2 separate regions of the Zea mays genome follow, and region 2 is linked to region 1. The links are chromatin contacts, called in public Hi-C maps. All regions are on one chromosome and are shown on one strand. Each heading gives the region's core, a stretch centred on a gene start, on an enhancer-like site or on the middle of the called end of the contact. The rest is flanking DNA. Distances are from core to core; before and after follow the strand shown.

The links. A called contact is a pair of places that touch in the nucleus more often than the background predicts.
Region 2: a contact with region 1 is called in a Hi-C map of tassel, with 2.4 times the contacts expected there. The contact joins the promoter of LOC103649663 here to the promoter of LOC103649661 in region 1. A contact is called at or near these places in 2 of 25 Hi-C or Micro-C datasets (ear and tassel).

What each region holds. Positions count from the first base shown.
Region 1 is chr3:8,994,857-9,001,023 of Zm-B73-REFERENCE-NAM-5.0, forward strand. LOC103649661 reads left to right here and starts at 3,226. Exons shown (of 6, transcript NM_001328392.2): 1 at 3,226-3,437; 2 at 4,216-4,387; 3 at 4,775-4,907; 4 at 4,984-5,101; 5 at 6,018-6,121. The coding sequence starts at 4,378. The coding sequence ends at 6,080.
Region 2 is chr3:9,187,625-9,194,492 of Zm-B73-REFERENCE-NAM-5.0, forward strand. LOC103649663 reads left to right here and starts at 1,603. Exons shown (of 14, transcript XM_035966554.1): 1 at 1,603-3,266; 2 at 3,919-4,089; 3 at 4,170-4,414; 4 at 4,521-4,739; 5 at 4,826-4,933; 6 at 5,005-5,106; 7 at 5,193-5,305; 8 at 5,431-5,494; 9 at 5,574-5,666; 10 at 5,767-5,844; 11 at 5,982-6,065; 12 at 6,163-6,204; 13 at 6,326-6,574; 14 at 6,652-6,868. The coding sequence starts at 3,930. The coding sequence ends at 6,690.

The sequences.
Region 1 (6,167 bases), core at 1,976-4,475:
AGGTGACGTATTTCTCCGGCCGGGGGTTGGCCCGCCCATACCTGCCCGACGTCCCGGCGGATCGGCTCAAGCGCTCCTGCTCCCTCGTCGAGCCTGGCCTGCGCCCCGCGGACTTGCTCGAGCTGTGGGTCGTGACCCCCCGCCGGAACGGGGACCACAGCTAGCTCCCGCGGGATGTCAGCGCGAGGCACCGGCCTAGGGAGATCACCGTCCCCCGGCATGCCGAGATGATTGCCTTCGGAGGGATCCCCTAGCTCGACGTGGAAACATTCGCGGCTTGGGCCGCAGTCCTCGTCGTCGAGGCTGCGGCTACCGTCGGAACAGTCGGAGAGGCAGTAGTCACATGTGGTCATGAAGTCCCGCATGGCACTGGGGTTGCCAAATCCAGAGAAATCCCAACAGATGCTGGGATCGTCATCTTCCTCGGACCCAGAGGGTCCGTAGGTCGAGACGTCCGTCAGCCGGTCCCAAGGCGACCGCATGCGAAACCCCAGAGGGGTTGCACTCGCCTCTACGAGAGCGCCCGCCAAAGCAAGGTCGCTAGGCGGGTTGAGGCTGAGTCGAAATGACGTAGGATGGGAATCGGTCGGTACCTTTTGGTCGACGAGCAGCGACATAGTCACGTCGGGGACTGATTGCACCGTCGTCTCAGGTACGAGGGCAACGTCCTGCAAGCTCTCCGCGAGCGCGCTGGCGTCGTCCACTTGCTCAGGATTGGCGTGTCGCGGGGAGACGGCGCTCGCCTTCGTCTCAAACGCGAGGTCGACGCCCGACGCGCCCCCCGTTGGGGCGCTGGGGATGTCGACTCGCTCGACAGCCGACGAGGCGCGACCTCCCGCTTGGCCTTGGTTGCCCCGCCTCCTCCTCCTTTGGCGGGGGAGAGGACGGGACGAGCTCGAATGTTGTTCTTCCACCACGCGGGGAAGGCGTCGTCGATTCCGCCGCCGGCGGGCGGGCTGTCGGCCGCCATTGTCGTTGTCGCGCGGCGGTGGAAGGAGTATCATGTCGTAGCTGCCGTCGAAGGACATGAACTCAAGGCTCCTGAAACGGAGCACCGTCCCGGGTCGGAGAGGTTGCTGGAGACTTCCCATCTGGAGCTTGACGAGAAGCTGTTCGTCAACACGCAGCAGGCCCCTACCTTGCGCGCCAACTGTCGGCGTTTCGAGACCGGGGGGTCTCTAAGCCGACGAGTGAATGTGCCGCGTGCCCCAGCCCAGATGGGTCGAGCGCGTGGGCGAGCGCGAAGGGGGGAAGCGAGGTGGCCGGAGTCGGGCGTGAGAGAGGTGGAAATCCCGCGACCTTCGTGTTCGTCCCGCGCCCAGGTCGGGTGCGCTTGCAGTAGGGGGTTACAAGCGTCCACGCGGGTGAGGGAAGCGAGCGGCCCCAAGAGAGCGCCTGCCCCGTCCTCGTCCCCGCGCGGCCGACCTTCTCTAGGAAGGCCCTGGTCCTTCCTTTTATAGGCGTAAGGAGAGGATCCAGGTGTACAATGGGGGTGTAGCAGAGTGCTACGTGTCTAGCGGGGGAGAGCTAGCGCCCTAAGTACATGCCGATGTGGCAGCCGGAGAGATCTTGGCACCCTGCTGGTGTGATGTCGTGGCCGTCAGAGGAGCGGCGGAGCCTGGCGGAGGGACAGCTGTCGGAGCGGTCGGTTCCTTGCTGACGTCCTTCTGCTTCCGTAAGAGAGCTGAGAGCCGCCGTCGTCACAGAGCATGCGGGGCGCCATCATTGCCTATCTGGCGGAGCTAGCCAGATGGGACACCGGTCTTGTTCTCTGCGACCTGAGTCAGCTTGGGGTAGGGTGATGATGGCGCTTCCTGTTGACGTGGCTGGCCTGCGCCCTAGGTTGGGCGACGTGGAGGCTCCTCCGAAGCCGAGGTCGAGTCTGTCTTCCATAGCCAAGGCCGAGTCCGAGCCCCCGGGTCGGGCGAGGCGGAGGTCGTTCGACAGAGGCCAGGGCGGAGTCCGAGCCCTGGGGTCGGGCGAAGCGGAGTTCGTCGTCTTCTGGGGCCGAGCCCGAGTCCGAGCCCTGGGTCAGGCGGAGCGGAGTTCGTCGTCTTCCGGGACTTAGCCCGAGTTCGAGCTCTGGGTCGGGCGGAGCGGAGTTCGCCGTCTTCCGGGACTTAGCCCGAGTCCGAGCCCCTGGTCGGGCGGAGCGGAGTTCGCCGTCTTCCGGGACTTAGCCCGAGTCCGAGCCCTGGGTCGGGCAGAGCGGAGCTTCCTATGGTGCCTTTGGCAGGGCCTGACTGCCTGTCAGTCTTACTCTGTCAAGTGGCACTGCAGTCGGAGTGGCGCAGGCGACGCTGTCCTTTTGTCAGGCCGGTCAGTGGAGCGGCGAAGTGACGACGGTCACTTCGGCTCTGCCGGGGGGCGCGTGTCAGGATAAAGGTGTCAGGCCACCTTTGCGTTAAATGCTCCTGCGATTTGGTCGGTCGGTGCGGCGATTTAGTCAGGGTTGCTTCTTAGCGAAGGCAAGGCCTCGGGCGAGCCGGAGATGTGTCCGCCGTTGGAGGGGGGCCTCGGGCGAGACGGAAATCCCTCGGTGTCGGCTGCCCTTGTCCGAGGCTAGGCTCGGGCGAGGCATGATCGAGTCGCTCGTATGGACTGATCCCTGACTTAATCGCACCCATCAGGCCTTTGCAGCTTTATGCTGATGGGGGTTACCAGCTGAGAATTAGGAGTCTTGAGGGTACCCCTAATTATGGTCCCCGACACATACCCATTAACATTACGATAGACATGATCATTTAAATCGTAAAAATAAGTACCAGCACAACAAATATATCGAACCCAACATAATTTTATCACAGATTCAACAATATTCAACATTAAATGGCAACATCATGTCTTCAAATCACACAAAACATAACATTGATTCTACAAAACCGTGGACAACATCATGCCTTCAAATCTAATTGTTCAATACACAATACTTAATATTTGAATCCGGATCCACGTGTCATATATTAGCGGGTTCCCCATTGGGTAGCAGATATGAGGCAACAGAGAACATACCCACGCCCACCGTATCCGATGGGTATAACAAATGACCTAATAAAATAACTATGAGTATCAAAACCCGTCATACCTGTGCCCTAATAGAATTTTTACCCGTCTGGTTTCGGGGTACCGATTGCCAGCCAGAGCGAGAGGGAGAGCGAGCGCGAGCGCGCAGTCGCCGTCCACACCGTTGAGTTTTTTCTCAGGCTTCGCATGGCCTGATTCATCCTACAGTCTCCAACAAGCCAAGCAAACGCCGCATCGCGCTTTCTCCGCTTCCTTCTTTCCCCTCACAGGGTCAGACCCCAACGCCGGGAGAATAGGGGATTAGGAGCCAGACCTGGCGGCGCCGGGCGTCCAAGAAACGCTGCCTAATAAAATCCCTCCGGCGTCTGTCGTCTTGACCGCGGCGGCGCAGGCTTCTTCTTTTCGCTCTCCACGTAAGTCTGCTACCTTTCCCCCCACGGTTCCAGCGCTTGCCCCCCTGCGGGAGCGTGTCTTGGATCCTTTGGTTGGGAATTGGGATTCGAAGCCGTCGTCGGGATTGTCTGTTCCCGTTCTTGAATTCTAGCGCGGAGGCGGATTGGATTCGAGCTGCGAGTTTTAGCTTACTAATTTTTCTGTGCGGTGGGTCGAGTAATAGAATCTGGAGGGCGTCCTTTTGTGCGATATTGTCAGTTCATAGCTGTTACTCAGCTCGATGATGCAGGCAGTGAGCTCAACATGTTCGATGAAATTGCTTACCCAAGTTACTTATCTAAGGAAGGATTGCTGCGGTCAGAATTACATCTTCAAGATTGTAGACTGACAACTGTGTTTCCAAACTTAAACTGACGGCAGGACATGCAAGAAGCAAGACACACTTAGGGCTGGTTTGGTGACTAGAGAATTGGGGGTTCATTTTCTCCCTCAATCCCCTTCAATATCACTTAATTCCCCGGTCATCAAACCGGTCAGAATTACAGCGTAAGGGTGGGTTTGGTGACCAGTGAATTGAGAATTCCCCCTCCAATTACTCTCAATTCCCTTATCACCAAACCAACTCTAAAGCTTAGACACGGCACCTACTGATTTATGTAGGACTAATTCCTATGGTCCTATCAATTGCAAGGGACATGCATCTGTGCCTATGATCCTATTTGTTACAGAGGAATATATAGATTTTCATGCATTTGTTCCTATCAATTTACTCATGTTTGTATTTTTTTTCCAGGGCAGCGTCATGAAGATTAAGGGGAACTTGCATGTTTGATGTACCCCTGTAGCAAAAAATTCTTGTGATAAAATTTGTTGAATTAGTCACTGTCAGGGAGGGATCTAGTTGTCAGTTGTTTGTATTAAAGCTGCTGGCACTTTCCTTGCAGGGTTTCTGTAGAATAAATGGGAGAAGGTAACAATTTTCAACTTTATATTGTTTCTTGTGGATCAATTGACTGTTGCACCTTTGCAACATCAGAGTCCGTCATTGTAGAATTGTGCTTTTCTGTTACCTTCAGAATTAGATGTTATTATACCTGCCATGTGTAAACATCAGCATGGCTGCGTGTTCCTCTTGGGGCCTCTTTGTCATGCCTCTGGAAGGCGCTTGGTCTACTGTACATAAACACTCTTTCGTATCTTAATCGAAAGGCAGAGCTCCTGCCACATCTTTCAAAAAAAATGCATCTCATTAACACTTAGACTTGATGTAGGATACTGGCTCTGTTCATTATCTTAAATTTCCAGATTTAGGAAGAAACTTCAGTTACTGATCATATTCTTCCTTTGCTTTGCATAGCACACTTGGATGAATGTTGTCATTGCCAAGGGTGTGCTGGCAAGTATACACTACTCAGAGATGAAGAAAACCCACGGTGGACAATCTTTGAGAGGCGGCTTCCTTGCTGTGGTTGTGGGATAGGATGGTCTTCGTAAGTATGCTTTACTACTCCAGTCTTCATATAAACTTCGGTTCACAATTGTCCATTGAGCATACTGTGGTTGCAGTTTTCTTTTAGGTTTCTTGTGTCCTTTGATTTGGTACTTTGCAACCACTCTTTACTGCTGCAAGTACTACAACAAAGATCCTCGAGAGCGCCCTGGGCTAGCTGCATCAGCTGTTGCGGTTCGTCCTAACCCTGAACATGTTACTTCCCAGTATGAACTATGAAGAAAATAGATGTGGATGTGTTTCCATGTACAAGTGCAACTATTCATGTTCATAAAGCATCATGTGTCCTGGTAGTTTGATATAGCGATATGTTTTCACTTGTGTTGATTTGTAGTTTTCCTTGACAGCGTGTTGGCAATTTTTCTAATAAATTGCTCTAAATATTCTGTATCAAATCTGGGTGATTAAACCAAAATTTCCCTTAAAAACTATACTCTATGCTGTAGGTTTTCTCATATTTGCCAGAAGGTCCTATATATACCACGGATGTGTGTAGCTTTTGTTTGGCTATTTGAATATCAAATATTGTTGCTTATATGGTGCAATAGACCTTAGGCTATGTTTGGATCACTACCAGACATTGCCATTCCTTTCTTTCCTCGAACACTCAAGAGAGCTGCATGCCATTTTACTAATAGGTAAAAAACGGTCTGATTACATGATGATTCCATGGTTTTGGTTAGTGATTCGTTACAATTGTGCCCTTGGACCTATAGAAACACAGCCACGCCTTTTCGCCAAACAATGTTCTAAGATGTGGCCAACAATTCCTTCAGCACACGTTAGTCAAAGTTCTGGCAAGGAAATGGGTCTATGACAGGTGATAACCATACACCCAGCTAAGAAATTGAGCGGTGCTTAACAGCTGGTGTCACAATGTTTGAACTTGAATCACTGGACTTGTTATTGTTCTTTGCATTCTTTATTTTTGTTCTGATGGACTTGCGTTTGCTTGAGATACGTCGCGATTGCTTGAGATACATACTCAGGCATGTGCTCGGGGGAAAAAAATCTTGCTTGCTTCCTGAGTAGCCCTAAAAACTCTGGTTGGATTCCAGTCTAACATCCTAACTTTGATCGTTCCTTGCAGGCACTCATCTTCACAGTCCTGGCACTCATCGCTCTCTCTGTGGCACTGATAATCTATATATAAAACGAGGAATGAACTTGCGCTTGCTTGAAATGCGTACTCAGGCATGTGCTGGGAAAGAAAAAAAAAATCTTGCTTGCTTCCTGAACA
Region 2 (6,868 bases), core at 353-2,852, 190 kb after region 1:
CTTAGTCAATTCAGTATTTGTGCTTATCTGTTTAACCATATATGCAGATACTACTTAGTGATGATGGCTTAAACATTACTGGAATTACGCGAGCATTGGCTGGAAAACCAAACAGATGTGGGATGCGTTACAGCGGCTTTGTTATAAATGGTTTCAGGTTCCATACTAGGAGTCGTGAGAGCAATCGCTTGACACAGAATAGTGGTGTCGTTAACACTACAACAGATGGAACTAATTATTATGGAAGACTCACTGACATCATAGAATTGTCTTATAAAGATGATTATAAGGTGGTTCTGTTCAAATGTGATTGGTATGACGTTCATCACCGCAATGGCATAAAACATGATGAGTTTGGATTCACCCTTGTAAATTTCAAACGACTGATACACACTGGAGGCAAGATAGATCATGATCCCTTTGTTTTCTCTTCACAAGTATTCCAAGTGTTTTATGTGGAGGACCCAAAAGCAGATGGATGGAATGTGGTAGTATCAGTAAGACCAAGGGATCTATTTGACATGGGTGCTGAACCATCTGGTGGTGACGACGATGAAACGACATAATTTTCTAGGAGAGCTAATATATTTTCAGTCATTTTGTTACAATGTCATTTTATTCAATGCTGCTGTAATCAGTGAGAATCTTGTACGACATATTCTTAAAATATAGTTACAATATGATTTAATTTCAGAAAGTTGTCAACATGTCCGAATGGTGTTAATCAGTAAGCTTGAAGTCCACATTCGATGCAGCATCACATTTGAAAACAACTTTTTCATTATCGACTATCCTTAATTTTTTCATGTAAAAAACATAAAAATTCAAACGTACTTGACTATGAGATGAGTCTCTGGGCTGGCTATGAGGGTTCAGATTGAATACAATGTAGGATGTCACACCCCAAAAATTCACATTTTGGGGATGTGAGCTTTTCATCATGCAAAACTATTTTAAACAACAAGTTTCACTAAGTTTTAAAACTTTTTTTATTGAAATTATCCTTATGAAAAAAACACAAGGAATTATTTTTAAATTTACTCTCAAGTATATTCCTTGTTGGAGATAGAGAGAATAATATAAATAATATTTTCAATTAGCTTTATATTTTATTTTAATTGTTGGAAAAAAATAAATAGAGAACAATATAGAGGCAACTTTATATTTCAAATTCTCTAGCATAAATACTATATTTTATTTTGCATACATGTCAATGTGCATTTTACATAACTTCATGCATTCATAATTATAAAATGTTCTCTGGAATTTTCCATGATTTTACAATTTTTTGGTTTTTCAAAATAGATCATGGTTTTTATTTTAAAAATATAAATCAGTTTATAGGTGAAATATGAGAACCAAATACATTCTAAAAATAACTAGAACCATTGTAATAAATCTTATAAAAGATGTTGTTTCTTTGGGCTAGCCGGCCTGTAGTTGCGCGCCCAGGCCGCAACCTGGGCCTGGGCCGCGCATCTGACCCACGCGCGGGGTGTGGTGCACGCCCAAACTCCCTGTAGCCGTATGATTCAAGCCGACGGCCAGGATCTTCCATGCACTGTAGCAGGTTCTATAAAAATCTAAAATCTCGGGGTGAGGTGGAACCCTAGCTCATTTCTGTCATCCCTAGCCGCCACAAAACAGCCGGCCACCAGGTTGTCTCCTGGCCGACCGCGCTCTGCTGCTCAAAACTTCCTCTCTCCCTATCTGTTATGCCTCGGCCAAAATAGCTCTTGGCAAACGGCTTGGCAAGCAGCTGTCTGCTGGCTTCTTGCCTTAGCCAAATGAAGATCATATTTTTCACGACCTCTCTTTTATTTGTTTTAGTTCTTTTTTTTGTTTGACTGAATCTCAGAGAAAACGTCTTGCTCCCTCCACCAGGCCGCCAGGACGCAACGTTTCTCTCTTTTGAATCTGCTGTTTTTTTTCTTGAATCCGACGCTAGTTCCCTGGCCTAGCGCAGGCATGTCTTTTCATTTACCAGAGATGGTCGGCCGATTATGGGGCGCTGTCTCTAACCTTTTAAAAACTCGGATCTAGTTCTCATTTACTCGAATCCCTTACTGTGAGAATGAATGTATGAGATGGATCTAATGTAATATTTGGGATCGAGTTATGAGTTGATTAAAAAAACGTGGATCCGAGAGTTTGCGTTATTTCTGTTATTTTCTGTGATGATTTTCTGTACCTATTCTAATCTGTTCTGTCATCTAGGCCGTGGATGTAAAAAAAGATCCCGAGCCACTGATCTCTGTTGACCAAGATTTAAAAATGATTAGGGTTAGGTTATTAAACCCTAACCCTAAAACCTCGATCTATTTTACTATCTCGGATTTCCTCGGTTTGGTCGAGACCAAGTCTCATTTAGTGGCCGAAAATCCTAGATTTAGGGTCAGGTAAAACCCTAACCCGAGAGATCTAAAATTCTTTCTGTCTATTCTATTTCTGTCTGTTCTCGGGTGATGAACGATGATAAAAAAATTTGAGTTCATTCACATAGATCCGAGACCTTTCTGTGATCTCATAAAACGAGCTCTTGGAAAATCTAGCTCTTTGAAATATTGGCTGAGAGCTTATAAATGTTGATATTGACTTTGGTAATATGTATTTAGCTTCTCGAACCTTAAATATATGTTATAAAAATATCAGTGACAACCTTTACGAAACGAAGGTAGTAGTTTTTGTACATTTTTTAGTAAGACAAAGTTTAACTTTGATTTTTAAAAGTCAAACATTATTTGAATTTAAAACGTGTGTGGAATTGAAAAATCGATGGCTAGCTAATCAAATTGGTCAATAAACTAGTCAACGTGATCAAACTAAAAAAATGTTGCACTTTATTACTTGAGAAATTTTCCAGTAGAAATTTTCCAGTTGAAATTTTAAAAGAATAAATCTAAATAATTAATGAAGTGTTTCTTGGCGCGCTTAAACTTCTCGAAAATATTGTGCTTTCGGCTTTCGCGCTCTGTTTATCCGCGCCAAAAAATTCCCCCCCCCCTAAAGTGTTGGAACCACCCTCCCATGTTTCTCGATCACACCTCCTAGAAATCTCCTCCGGTTCTTCCACCTCCCTGTAGTTCTCGCTCTCCTGCCACCATTCTCTTCGTGCTCCTGCTCCATATGCCCTCCTTTCAGTCTGCTGCTTGATGATCCATCGCCCAGCTGCTGGTTGATCCGTCGCCCAGCTGGTAACAGATTTCTTCGTGGGTGCAGTAGTACCATAACTGACCCACCCTCTAATCTTTACTCCGACCTACAAGGTACTGCTGTAGCCTGACTCAATCAATGTGATTTTACTGAAGCATTCACCGATTATACAATCATTTGTAGCCACAAATGCACAACGTTTTTTAATCTGCTGTCAACGATTGCAACTTTTTTATTTCAATCTGGTAATTCTTAAATCAATCTGCTGTCACCGCATGCAATACTTTTAATTTTGATCCGGTAATTCTTAGATTAATCTGCTGTCACTGAATGCAACTATTTGATTTTCATCTGGTTATTCTTAGATTAATCTGCTATCACCGATTGCAAATATTTTGATTTTGATCTGGAAATTCATGGATTAATCTGCTGTCACCGAATGCAACACTTTTAATTTTGATCTGGTAATTCTTAGATTAATCTCTGTCACTGAATGCAACTATTTGATGATAATTCTTAGATTAATCTGTTGTCACCAATTGCAACTTTTTTTAATATTTGCGTCAGTACTGGAGCATTGAATTCTATTGTTCTGAGTTCTGTTTACCAAATTGTCTGTCTGCAGTTGCACCTTGTGTTACATGATTTTAATTAAACTGCATAAGACAAATGAAATTGTTATTCTTATGCTGGCTGTGTAATCTTGATACATCCTATTTCAATAATTTTTAGCATCTCCTGTAATCTGAAATGTTAATCTTGTAGGGAAAGAAGTAATGCCAATGAAACACAGAAGACTACAAAGTCTGAACTTAGAAGCTGAGACACAGGAAAACGTGGAACAACATGAAGATGTCCAAGATCCACAACCAGAGCTCACCATTGGGTTTCCTGAGGGAGAAGCGCCAACAAGGAATAAGTCATTCAAAATAATATGTGAGTTTGTCATTTTGTTCTCAAACATTCTTATAGATATATGAACATCAATGTATGATCCATGACATTATTAATTTAAGGGCAAAATGGAGTTGTTCGGGAGGTTTTTAGAAATTTCCGAACAGCTGAATTGTGGGATCTGAAAGGAGGAAGAGTACTAGTTGAAACTGACAAGAATGGCATTCCCAATCAGTGGTCTGAATCCATTCTCTCGTCATACCTTGGTGAGCTTGCACAGAATTCATCATTTGCACCATTACACATTCCGAGATGGGACAACAAATTATTCAAAGGTCCAAAGGAACGCATCATCAAAGATGTTGAGGTACATGATACTTTTCAGTCTAAATCTTGTGTTTGTGGTGATAATTTTTATTCTAAATCTTGAACTGCAAATCATTCACCTATTGATCTTTCAATGTTTTCAATAGAAAAAATTTATCTATAGTAGTGAGACAAAATGGTCTACTCGAGATTGGATTCTTAAGACAGTGAATAAAAGGTGGAGAGACTACAAGTCAGACTTGAAGAAACAATACTTCAATCCAGATAAGAGGTCTTTTGACCAGATTGAAAAGGATGTCCCTGATGGTGTGAATGAAAATCAATGGAGTTTTCTGTTAGGCATATGGTGCAGTGAAGCACATCAGGTTAGGATTGCCACCTACAGTATTTTTTTTCAATCAGCAGTGTAAATAAATATTTTTATTTGCATTAACTAATGTTGCACTCTTAGAAATTATGCCGGACAAATGCGGAATCTGGAAAGAAGCAGAGGCATCCACACACTAGCGGTAGGAAAAGCCATGCTAGACTTAAGAAGGAGATGGTAATGGCTCTGTCTGTTATCTTGTTTCCATTTTGGAGTCACTATGAAAACAAAATGATCCTGTCAGATTGTGTTCTTTTGCACAGGAAGACAAGAAGAAAGGAAGCATCACTAAAATTGATCTTTGGGACGAGTCTCATAAGAAGAGGAATGGGAACTATGTCAATCAAAATGTGCAAACACTTATGGTATTCACTGGTTCCTGTACTACACTTTAATTAGTTTTTATTCAAATTGTCAATCATTTTCTCTGTTAATTTTATGAAATTTGAAGGGTAAGGCCTTCGATGAATTAGAGAACAGGAGAAAGGACAAGGGGACACTTTCTACTAGTGATTATGATGATGTGTTTGAGAATGTCATAAGAAAAGACTTGAACATTCGTGGGTACTATGATGATACACATTGGAGCAATGAAACTGATTCACATGTTCAATCAGAGGAGAACAAAATGATTAGAAGGGACCTAGAGCTTGCTATTTCTGGGTTTAGGAACATTAGAGCATTCCTAGAAAAAAGTTTCCAGAAGAGGAATTGCTAAGCACAATTCTAGCTACTGGATCTGGAAGCACTACAGTAAGTGGCTTTGTCATTTTTGCAGTATCAATTTAATGCACACTTTGGTAATCTACTGTCTTCCATTACTTTCCAGCAGGTTGATACTAAAGACAATGAAAATGTCTCATTGCAATATGATAATGTAGAACGATCCAGTTATGAGAAATCACCTTCACCATACAATGAACAGGCAACCCAAATTTCCTTTCCTGCAATATAAATTTAATTTTATATCATACTTCATAACAGACTGGTTGTAGTATTCTTCTCCTTATATATTGCTGTTGCAGATTTATACTAGAGATTATAATATTGCCAAGGTGGGTTGCTCTGATCATTCAGTACCAAATGACAACATAGCTTTCAGGGTAAGTCAGGAATATTACTAGGTACTTGATTCATGAATTTCACAGTAGACACTGTTATATATTCAGTTCAAAGGGATTGATAAGAATTTCTAGTCTTAGCTAGAACTATTAATTATTTGTGCCTTCTGTATTTCCAGGAATCACAAGTTACAAGGTCTAGTGACTTGAACCAGGAACTCAACAATGGATCACTATCTCTAGATAAAGAAATGTCTGATAAGGTTAGTACTAAACAACATTGCATTACTTGAAATTTAGTATGATGTTCATTACAGATGTGTCTTCTGTATTTACAAAGCTCAATATCATGTGTCACAGGAAACTCAAAGCAAGCAACAACAACAAAGCAAATTGCAACAGGTATCTCCATATTGATTATACTTCCATGCTTCATTCTATTTCTTTGAATATGGATAGATCTACTTGCAGATTTTCCAGTATGTACATAAGCATTTGTTTGGCTACTCTTTTATTCTTGTAGAATAAACAGAAGACTGTCTTGTTGTACTCAACAAGGAAAAGAAAACTAGGCCAAGTTTTTGCTGTTGGTAATCTTATATCTAGAGATACTACTCATGAAATTGGAGGAACTGTACTTGGGGATGGATATTATGCTGTTGCGGTTCATTATCTTAACAATGTTGAAGATGAAAGATTACCTCGACCACACGGAGATCTTAAAACTTTGGAGGATGCTGTGGGCATGTGTGTTGCTTGGCCTCGCACACATGTGAGTGCGGATTTCATATTTCATTTGATCTAGATAGTTTATTAGTGTTTATGACACATCCTGTTGCTTATTTGCAGCTTAAAAGGGTGAAGCCAACTACTGAGAAGCGCACTTGAATGGTTAGAAGACTGAAGATGCAACTAATGAATGAGCAAGTGTTATAGTGGAGAGTAGTTCTAGGATCAAAAGTTCTAGTTGTCAATCTACTTGTTTAATTGTGTTAGGAACCTCATTTTATTCACTCTTGTATGTCTAATCTACCTCAAGACCACTTCGTTTGGATTGAAAATACTT